Regions from separate parts of the Salmo salar genome. Here region 2 is linked to region 1. A link is a contact called in public Hi-C data. All regions are on one chromosome and are shown on one strand. The core of a region is the stretch at or near the end of the contact, and the rest is flanking DNA. Distances in the headings are between cores, read along the strand shown. Region 1 overlaps LOC106590416 (ras-responsive element-binding protein 1). Region 2 holds the start of shrprbck1r (sharpin and rbck1 related).

Evidence for each region. A called contact is a pair of places that touch in the nucleus more often than the background predicts.
Region 2: a Hi-C map of muscle shows a contact between it and region 1, with 6 times the contacts expected there. The contact joins the promoter of shrprbck1r here to the enhancer-like site in region 1. A contact is called at or near these places in 2 of 3 Hi-C or Micro-C datasets (gill and muscle).

What each region holds. Positions count from the first base shown.
Region 1 is chrssa29:24,825,409-24,829,278 of Ssal_v3.1, reverse strand. The region is part of intron 5 of LOC106590416 (ras-responsive element-binding protein 1); the gene reads left to right. Among protein-coding and RNA genes, the nearest start is that of LOC106590419, 40 kb to the right of the region's middle. Within about 2 kb of position 2,283, at least 5 of the 13 cell types and tissues checked have an H3K27ac peak or open chromatin away from gene starts, as enhancers often do. A contact at or near this core is called in muscle, where this site is marked.
Region 2 is chrssa29:24,898,752-24,902,714 of Ssal_v3.1, reverse strand. It overlaps shrprbck1r (sharpin and rbck1 related), which reads right to left and starts at 2,692. Exons shown (of 14, transcript XM_014181426.2): 1 at 2,519-2,692.

The DNA.
Region 1 (3,870 bases), core at 1,034-3,533:
AGGCTAGAAGAAAACGTCTCATTGCTAATGTTGTGCGCCTGTACAGTACCTCACAAAATGGACATTAAGAAATGTAGTGGACTGTTTAAAGATTGTATGCCGTTGAAAGGCCCAGAGTATTACCAACACTAAAGCTTTGGTCTTTAAGCCTTTCTGTAAGTGGTTCCCTACCCAGGTGTGATAGCAGCACCACCCAAACACATGTGGGGTACTGCTCACATAAAGCCAGCAAAAATCCAAGCGTTAGCACCTGTCGCTAACTGCAGACACGCCCTTTAGAATAGCCCAGCAGTTGTTATAAAACAAAATAATCTGTAAACAAACAAATCTTTTTAGTGCTCAGTTTTTCCCGGAGATAAAGCATTTACAAAAAATGATTACCGAAATATTCTGCTTTTACAAAATGTTATACTGTTTGTAAATAAAATAAAATGTCTTGCTCTTGTTATATCTTTTAGAATTGACACGCTAACGTTGGTCAGGGCAGACCGTTTGCCTGGAGGGTGATGGGGGACTGTGGTACAGAGATAAATATATAGGCGTTGTCGGGGGTTGGGATGCTCTGGGTAAGGTGTGTGTGTGTGTGTGTGTGTTGACGCTGTTTAGGCAAAGCAGAGTACAGGAAGTAGGAAAATGACTTTGCCCCACTTCAACACACACACAACAACAACTGTTAGGGCATCTGCTCCCAGCATACTTGACTGATGGCAGGGTTAAATACCGACTTCCTCTCTCTCTGCGCTCTTAGGGGTTTTATTGTGGGTGTGGGTGTTAGAATTGGGGGCTTGAGGTTTAATTGATGTGATGTGAGAAGCTCCATCCCTTTTGAGTTGGCCAGCCCTTCAACATAAGCTTCTGAAGTTATCCTGATAAAGTGGTGTTGTGAAATCTAAACGGTTGGCTGTTGAATCTATCTGCATGAGAGGGATGCACCAGGACAGTAATCTGCCTGCTCCATCGTTGGAGAGTTCATCTTTTCACCCTCATGTGTATGGAATGAAGAGGTGTGGGCAGGAAGGAATGAGTGTAGGCCGAGTCAATCTGAGAGAATACGAGAGTGTGTTTATGTGTTGGTCTCTACTGTTAAAGAATGCCACTGAATTCTGTTTAGACGATACTAAGATTGTTGCATAAAAAAAAGAAAGTTGTTTTCTTTGCATATTCGCGTTCTTTTTCACCATTCTGTTTAGCATTTTCTCAACACTCCAAAAAGAAGCAATGCTTTGGGGCAAGAAAATGAAAGCACAGGGGTGTATACATCAGCGAGTTGTAACATTCAGAAATTGAGTGGTCTCTATTCATCCTATCTGCGACCTTCCTTGTGAATGTTCCACGGTACTGAATTGATCCAGCCCTAGTCTGATGTGATGGAGCTGTCCATGTGGCTGGCAGGGGAGCAGCCATTTTGTTGCCAGAGCATCACATGAAATGGGGCCTGCTGTTGTGAGCCTGTTGCCAAGGAGAGGCATCCTAACCCTATGAAGGGTCTGGCGAATAGACTGAGCCAGGGGGTAGTGGATGGGCACTCTGCTTTAACTCTTTACAAGACAGTGAGAACACTAAAGGGTGGTGGGGAAGAGCGGGATAGAGAAGGTGCGATGGTAAGGAGAAGTGCCCTTGGTGTGACATTGCACAAAAGCAGGCAGCATCATTTTGATGCTACAGTGCCCCCTGTCCACCCACTGTGGTGGTGCAGTGGATTTTTTTCAGTTTGGATGAGAAGGGAGCTGTTGAATCATCAACCCCGCTGTCAGTTTGATCTCTCTCTCTCTCTCTTCAGTAGACTTTGTTGACATGGCAAGTTACTTACATTGTCAAAGTATACATATAACAAAAAATGGTGGGACCAACAGCAATAAGGCATTAATAGTAGTAGTGGAAATATTAATGAGAATAACAATACATTAAAGCAATAGTAGTAGACCAGTCTCGCTCGACTGGCCATAAGAATAGATTACTTTTTGAATTATTAAAAATGACATCTTATGTATCTTGATAATGAGTTTTGTTGTAACGCTCATACTGTTTGAGTTGTTTGAGGTCTGAGTGCCTCAGTAAATGACCTCTTCAGTCCTGAAAGTAGTGTTTTTGCAATTTACAGACAGTCAAACCATCAATCAACTAGATAGACTGATGGGAAATGTTTTTTTAGGCAGGTGAATTTAGGAGGATGGCTGAGGTGACACAAAGACAAGTTGGTTTCATCCAATCACGCTGTGCTGACATGACAGCTTAGCTCTCTCGGGATTGGCTGACGCCAGCGGTCAGAGTCCAGGGGATGCGGCTGCTGTCTGTCAGGTCCCCAGATGGGTGGCCAGCTCGCTGCCTGCCTGCTATTTCTAAACCAGGCACTGACGGCAGAGTGAAAGCTGAGACCTGTGCTGCCGACCCAACACTGGCTGACCTTTCCTCTTTCGTGCTGGCGAATGCGCGCACGGTTGCTCACACACACACAGGCGTGCACACTCACGCCACGGACATACAGTTTTACACAGACAAACACACTTATTGACGCAAACTCACACGATCGCAGTCACACTCACGCAAACACACTTATACACAGATATAGCTAGAGTACAAATCCATGCATACACACACTATCAAAGTTACTCGCAAACAAGTTCACCCACACAATTGCACAATAATGTACCCACCTTTATTCAAGCAGATGCGCAGGGACAACTTGTGAAGTATGGGTGCACAGTCGCGCACACACAGAAATGTTAGTACACTCACAGAGGCCCTATGACTGACTACTGATGCAGGGCTCTGTGTGCTAGGCCAGGCCTGTCAGGGATGTACTGATGCAGGGCTCTGTGTGCTAGGCCAGGCCTGTCAGGGATGTACTGATGCAGGGCTCTGTGTGCTAGGCCAGGCCTGTCAGGGATGTACTGATGCAGGGCTCTGTGTGCTAGGCCAGGCCTGTCAGGGATGTACTGATGCAGGGCTCTGTGTGCTAGGCCAGGCCTGTCAGGGATGTACTGATGCAGGGCTCTGTGTGCTAGGCCAGGCCTGTCAGGGATGTACTGATGTGTTTTCCAGGGTCTTAGTCCTCCTGTCCCCCCTCCCTTCACACACACACACACACACACACACACACACACACACACACACACACACACACACACACACACACACACACACACACACACACAGACACACATACGTCCTTAAATCAACTGATGGCATTTGACCTTTCACCAGACAGAGTAGAGGGGGGAGGAGTCCTGTATGGTTTAGCCCCCCCATTCGTTTCTCTTCTCCTAGCTCTGCCGTTATCAGTGACCCCTTCTCAAAGTTTAAACTAATGTAATCAGCTTAAGAAGGACACACTCAAGTCACATACACCTTTGCCTCTATCCCCCTCCCCCAGCTATACATTGTCCCCTCCAGCCCGACAGCTGAATGTTGTGTAGTGAGGAGGAGGAGGGGAAGAGAGGAGGAGGAGGAGGGGAAGAGAGGAGGAGGGGGGGAAGAGAGGAGGAGGAGAGACAGGAGGTGAAGGAAAAAGGGGGAGAGAGATTAGCAGCAGGAACAACAAATGCTTCCAGAGGACTCTGTCTCAACAGAATTCTTTTTGTGTTCCAATCATCCACCACAGGACTAATAAACATACTCTATGTCCAACTGTATTACTATATCTGAATGCCATGAATAGAGAAATAAATAGCTGAACTACCCCTGTAAACGTTACTAGAGAAGGCACATTTGATAGACATAATATTACAGGGATGGAGATGACTGCCCTTCATGGTACCCTCGACCCTTTTCCCTGGCCCGGAGTTAGGTCCTTACATGGGCCTGCTGAGCCTGCTGGATAATTTGAGCAACTTAGACTATTACCGCCTTCCCTGCCCTCCTCCCAAGTGT
Region 2 (3,963 bases), core at 1,443-3,942, 73 kb before region 1:
TCAAGAAGCTGATTAAACAGCATGATTGTTACACAGGTGCACCTTGTGCTGGGGACAATAAAAGGCCACTCTAAAATGTGCAGTTTTGTCACACAATACAATGCCACAGATGTCTCAAGATTTGAGGGTGCATGCATTCGACATGCTGACTGTAGGCATGTCCACCAGAGCTGTTGCCAGATAATTGAATGTTAATTTCCCTACCATAAGCCGCCTCCAACGTCATTTTAGAGAATTTGGCAGTACGTCCAACCGGCATTACAACAGCAGACCACGTGTAACCACGGCAGCCCAGGACCTCCACATCTGGCTTCTTCACCAGCGGGATGGTCTGAGCCACCCGGACAGCTGATGAAACTTTGGGTTTGCACAACTGAAGAATTTTTGCACAAACTGTCTGAGACAGTCTCAGGGAAGTTCATCTGCATGCTTGTCATCCTCCCCAGAGTCTTGACCTGACTGCAGTTCGGTGTCGTAACCGACTTCAGTGGGCAAATGCTCACCTTTGATGAGTACTGGCACGCTGGAGAAGTGTGCTCTTCACAGATGAATCCAGGTTTCAACTGTACCGGGCAGATGGCAGACAGCGTGTATGGCGTTGTGTGGGCGAGCGGTTTGCTGATGTCAACATTGAACAGAGTGCCCCATAGTGGGGTTATGATATGGGCAGACATAAGCTAAGAACAACGTAAACAAATAGCATTTTATCGATGGTAATTTGAATGAGATACCGTGACGAGATCCTGAGGCCCATTATTGTGCCCTTCATTCTCTGCCATCACCTCATGTTTCAGCATGATAATGCACAATCCTGTTGCAAGGATCTGTACACAATTCCTGGAAGCTGAAAATGGCCAGCATACTCACCAGACATGTCACCCATTGAGCATGTTTGGGATGCTCTGGATCGACGTGTACAACAGCGTGTTCCATTTCCCGACAATATCCAGCAACTTTGCACAGCTATTGAAGAGGAGTGGGACAACATTCCACAGGCCACAATCAACAGCCTGATCAACTCTATGCTAAGGAGATGTGTCACGCTGCATAAGGCAAATGGTGGTCACAAGATACTGTCTGGTTTTCTGATCCATGCCACGAGCTTTAAAAAAAAGTGACTAACAGATGTATATCTGTATTCTCAGTCATGTGAAATCGGTAGATTATGGCTTAATTTATTTATTTCAATTGACAAATTTCCTTATATGAACTGTAACTCAGTCAAATCTCTTGCGTTTATATTTTTGTTCGGTGTATTTTGTTGAACTATAAAATTGTTTCAAATAACTGACAGTTCAATGCATGACAGCCAAAGGTTAGCATGAAACCAGCGGTGACCCTCTGTACACATGTCTGCCTGCCTGCCTTGGTAACGCTGGTAATAATAAAACATCACGTGACATGTAACTTTACTCCATCGAGTTTTAGCTGACAATTTAAAAAACTATTTTTAATGAACACCATTTTGTAATTTGTCAAAAGCAATAAACATTATTTGTCAACATGGCTGACAAATGAAATGAATTGAAATCCGCCTTTAACCCTTCTCTCTTACCACACTCCGACCCGTTGTTCCGCTGGTGTCCCGTAGCGTGAGACGGAATTCCCCGGACTTCCCGGGGTCCATACTGAGCTGTAGACGGAGTGACTCATCACCTGCCCCAGGAAGACACAGCGGCCGAATACCAGAATGGCAAACTGATACCCGTACCGACATCAAGACGGTATGGCAGCCAGTTTGTGAGGCCCCATAGCCAGGGATAGATGAGGACGGGTCCGGCGGTGGGGTGTGAGTAGTCCACCCGCCTGAGCTCAGCGACATTCCACCAACAGCCTCATGCAGTGTTTGGAGACGTCAAGACACCGTTCCCGGTGTGTTTACCACCACGCCAATATTGCCAGCAACGATTGCTATTAGTATTCCAATAAAATTTGCAGTTTCATCGTAGTCCCTCCATTTACCAAGCTCACAACAACAGAACCGATGAACGACCAGCTACCAGGAAGTGCGCACTCTGTGTCACTGTTTGTTTGGCTGGCTCTCTCGTGCTGCCAGTGCCAATCATTTGCGCCCCCACACGTTGTAGCCATGTACTGCACAACATGGCTTTTCTGCAGGTCCAAAAACGTTTAATTTCCTACATTTCTCAAAATCAGGTTCACAAATATACAGTATATGTGATGTACTCCTATACTAAATTGTATACGTATTTTTTAAACTTGGACCTGCAAATTGTAGTGGAGACAATTGCGTATATGGTTGACCTACTTTCAAAAAGACATTAGCAGATAGAAATGTCTGAGGACTGCAGCACTAATGTCATGCCATCAAAATGTTGCTTTTTTGGCCCCATAGTTGTAGTCCAACAACTCAAACAGCTTGTAATCCAGTGTTCCTTCATTTAGGCCTGGTGAAACAGCGACCCCCATTGTTTACCTTCATGTGTGCGCCAGTGGAAATAGAATACACATCCATTGAAGATGCCTGGAAAAGTCAACATCGTATACCTGCACTCACATACTGAAATGGGGGAAGTCTGGTCCGCTCTGGTCACTTCCTCTTGCTGTACGGAGCTCAGTCAACCAGCCTGGTCCTGAGATGTGCGTAAGGGAATTTCCAATTTGGTACACCCAATTTATAACCTAAATCCAATGACATGGAATTCAAGTTAGTTGACAGCTCAACCAAATGTAAATCGAAACTAGACGTTGAAATGACGTCTGTGCCCATGGGATAGCACTGTCATGTCGGTTACAGTTTATGTTTTCACAAATTGTTGTTATCGATAAATATTTTCTTATGTCAGAAAAAGTAAACATTGTCTGAAGTTGCTGTTTGGTTTTTCCGGACCCTGACATTGGAGTCAGTCTTAATTAACCCCTTCCCTCCCGTACCATCATTGTATGAGGGCAATTTGAGTGTCACATCTGTTCAGTGAGTTCAATATTTACCTTTGTTTGCACTTCCGTTCAAAACAAAGCCACTGGTGTTATAGTTCCGACCCAAACCCTGACTTAATGTTACACATCAATATGAAATAAACAGTGCTAACTGGTATGAGTGTACATTTTTGAACATTTCCCTGAAGAATATTAAAATAAATCAAAGCAACTGCATTCACCCATAGCTCGAAGACGCCAGATCATCACTATTCAATTTAAGTTGGTAAATAGTATGTTGCGTTGTCATCAAATACACTTGGAATAAGCCAACCCTTGAAACCCTATTGTTGATTGATGGCGGAAATAAAGATACATGTATTACTTTTGGCAAATTCAGCCCACCAGCTATGTGAAAGCTAGCAGGATACATAGATCCTTAATAGAAACTAGGTTGAGTCATACAAAAAATTCCCAGCAGTTAGTGAGTGTTTGATCTCTGTATACTGAGTTTACAAAACATTAAGAAAACCTGCTCTTTCCATGACATAGACTGACCAGGTGAATCCAGATGAAAGCTAAGATCCCTTATTGATGTCACTTGTTAAATCCAATCAGTGTTGATGAAGGGGAGGAGAGTTAAAGAAGGATTTTTCAGCCTTGAGACAATTAAGACATGGATTGTGTATCGTTCAGAGGGTGAATGGGCAATATTTAAGTGCATTTGAACAGGTTATGGTAGTAGGTGCCAGGCATACTGGTATATGTCAAGAACTGCAACACTGCTGCGTTTTTCATGCTCAACAGTTTCCAGTATGTATCAACAATGGTCCACCACCCAAAGGACAGGAGGGGACTCAATATTAGGAAGGTGTTCTTAATGTTTGGTATGCTCAGTGTATATCCCTCTCCCACAGGGCAGTCCATTGAGGAGATATACCGGTCTGCTAATGTGTTCCTGGAGAGGGGTGCCATGTTTCACTATGATGAGCCCCTGGGCCTGCCCGATATACCCTGCATAACCTTCTGCTCCCGAAAGAAAGACAGCAGATCAGGGCTGGGATTCAATCAAACCCAGTAGCT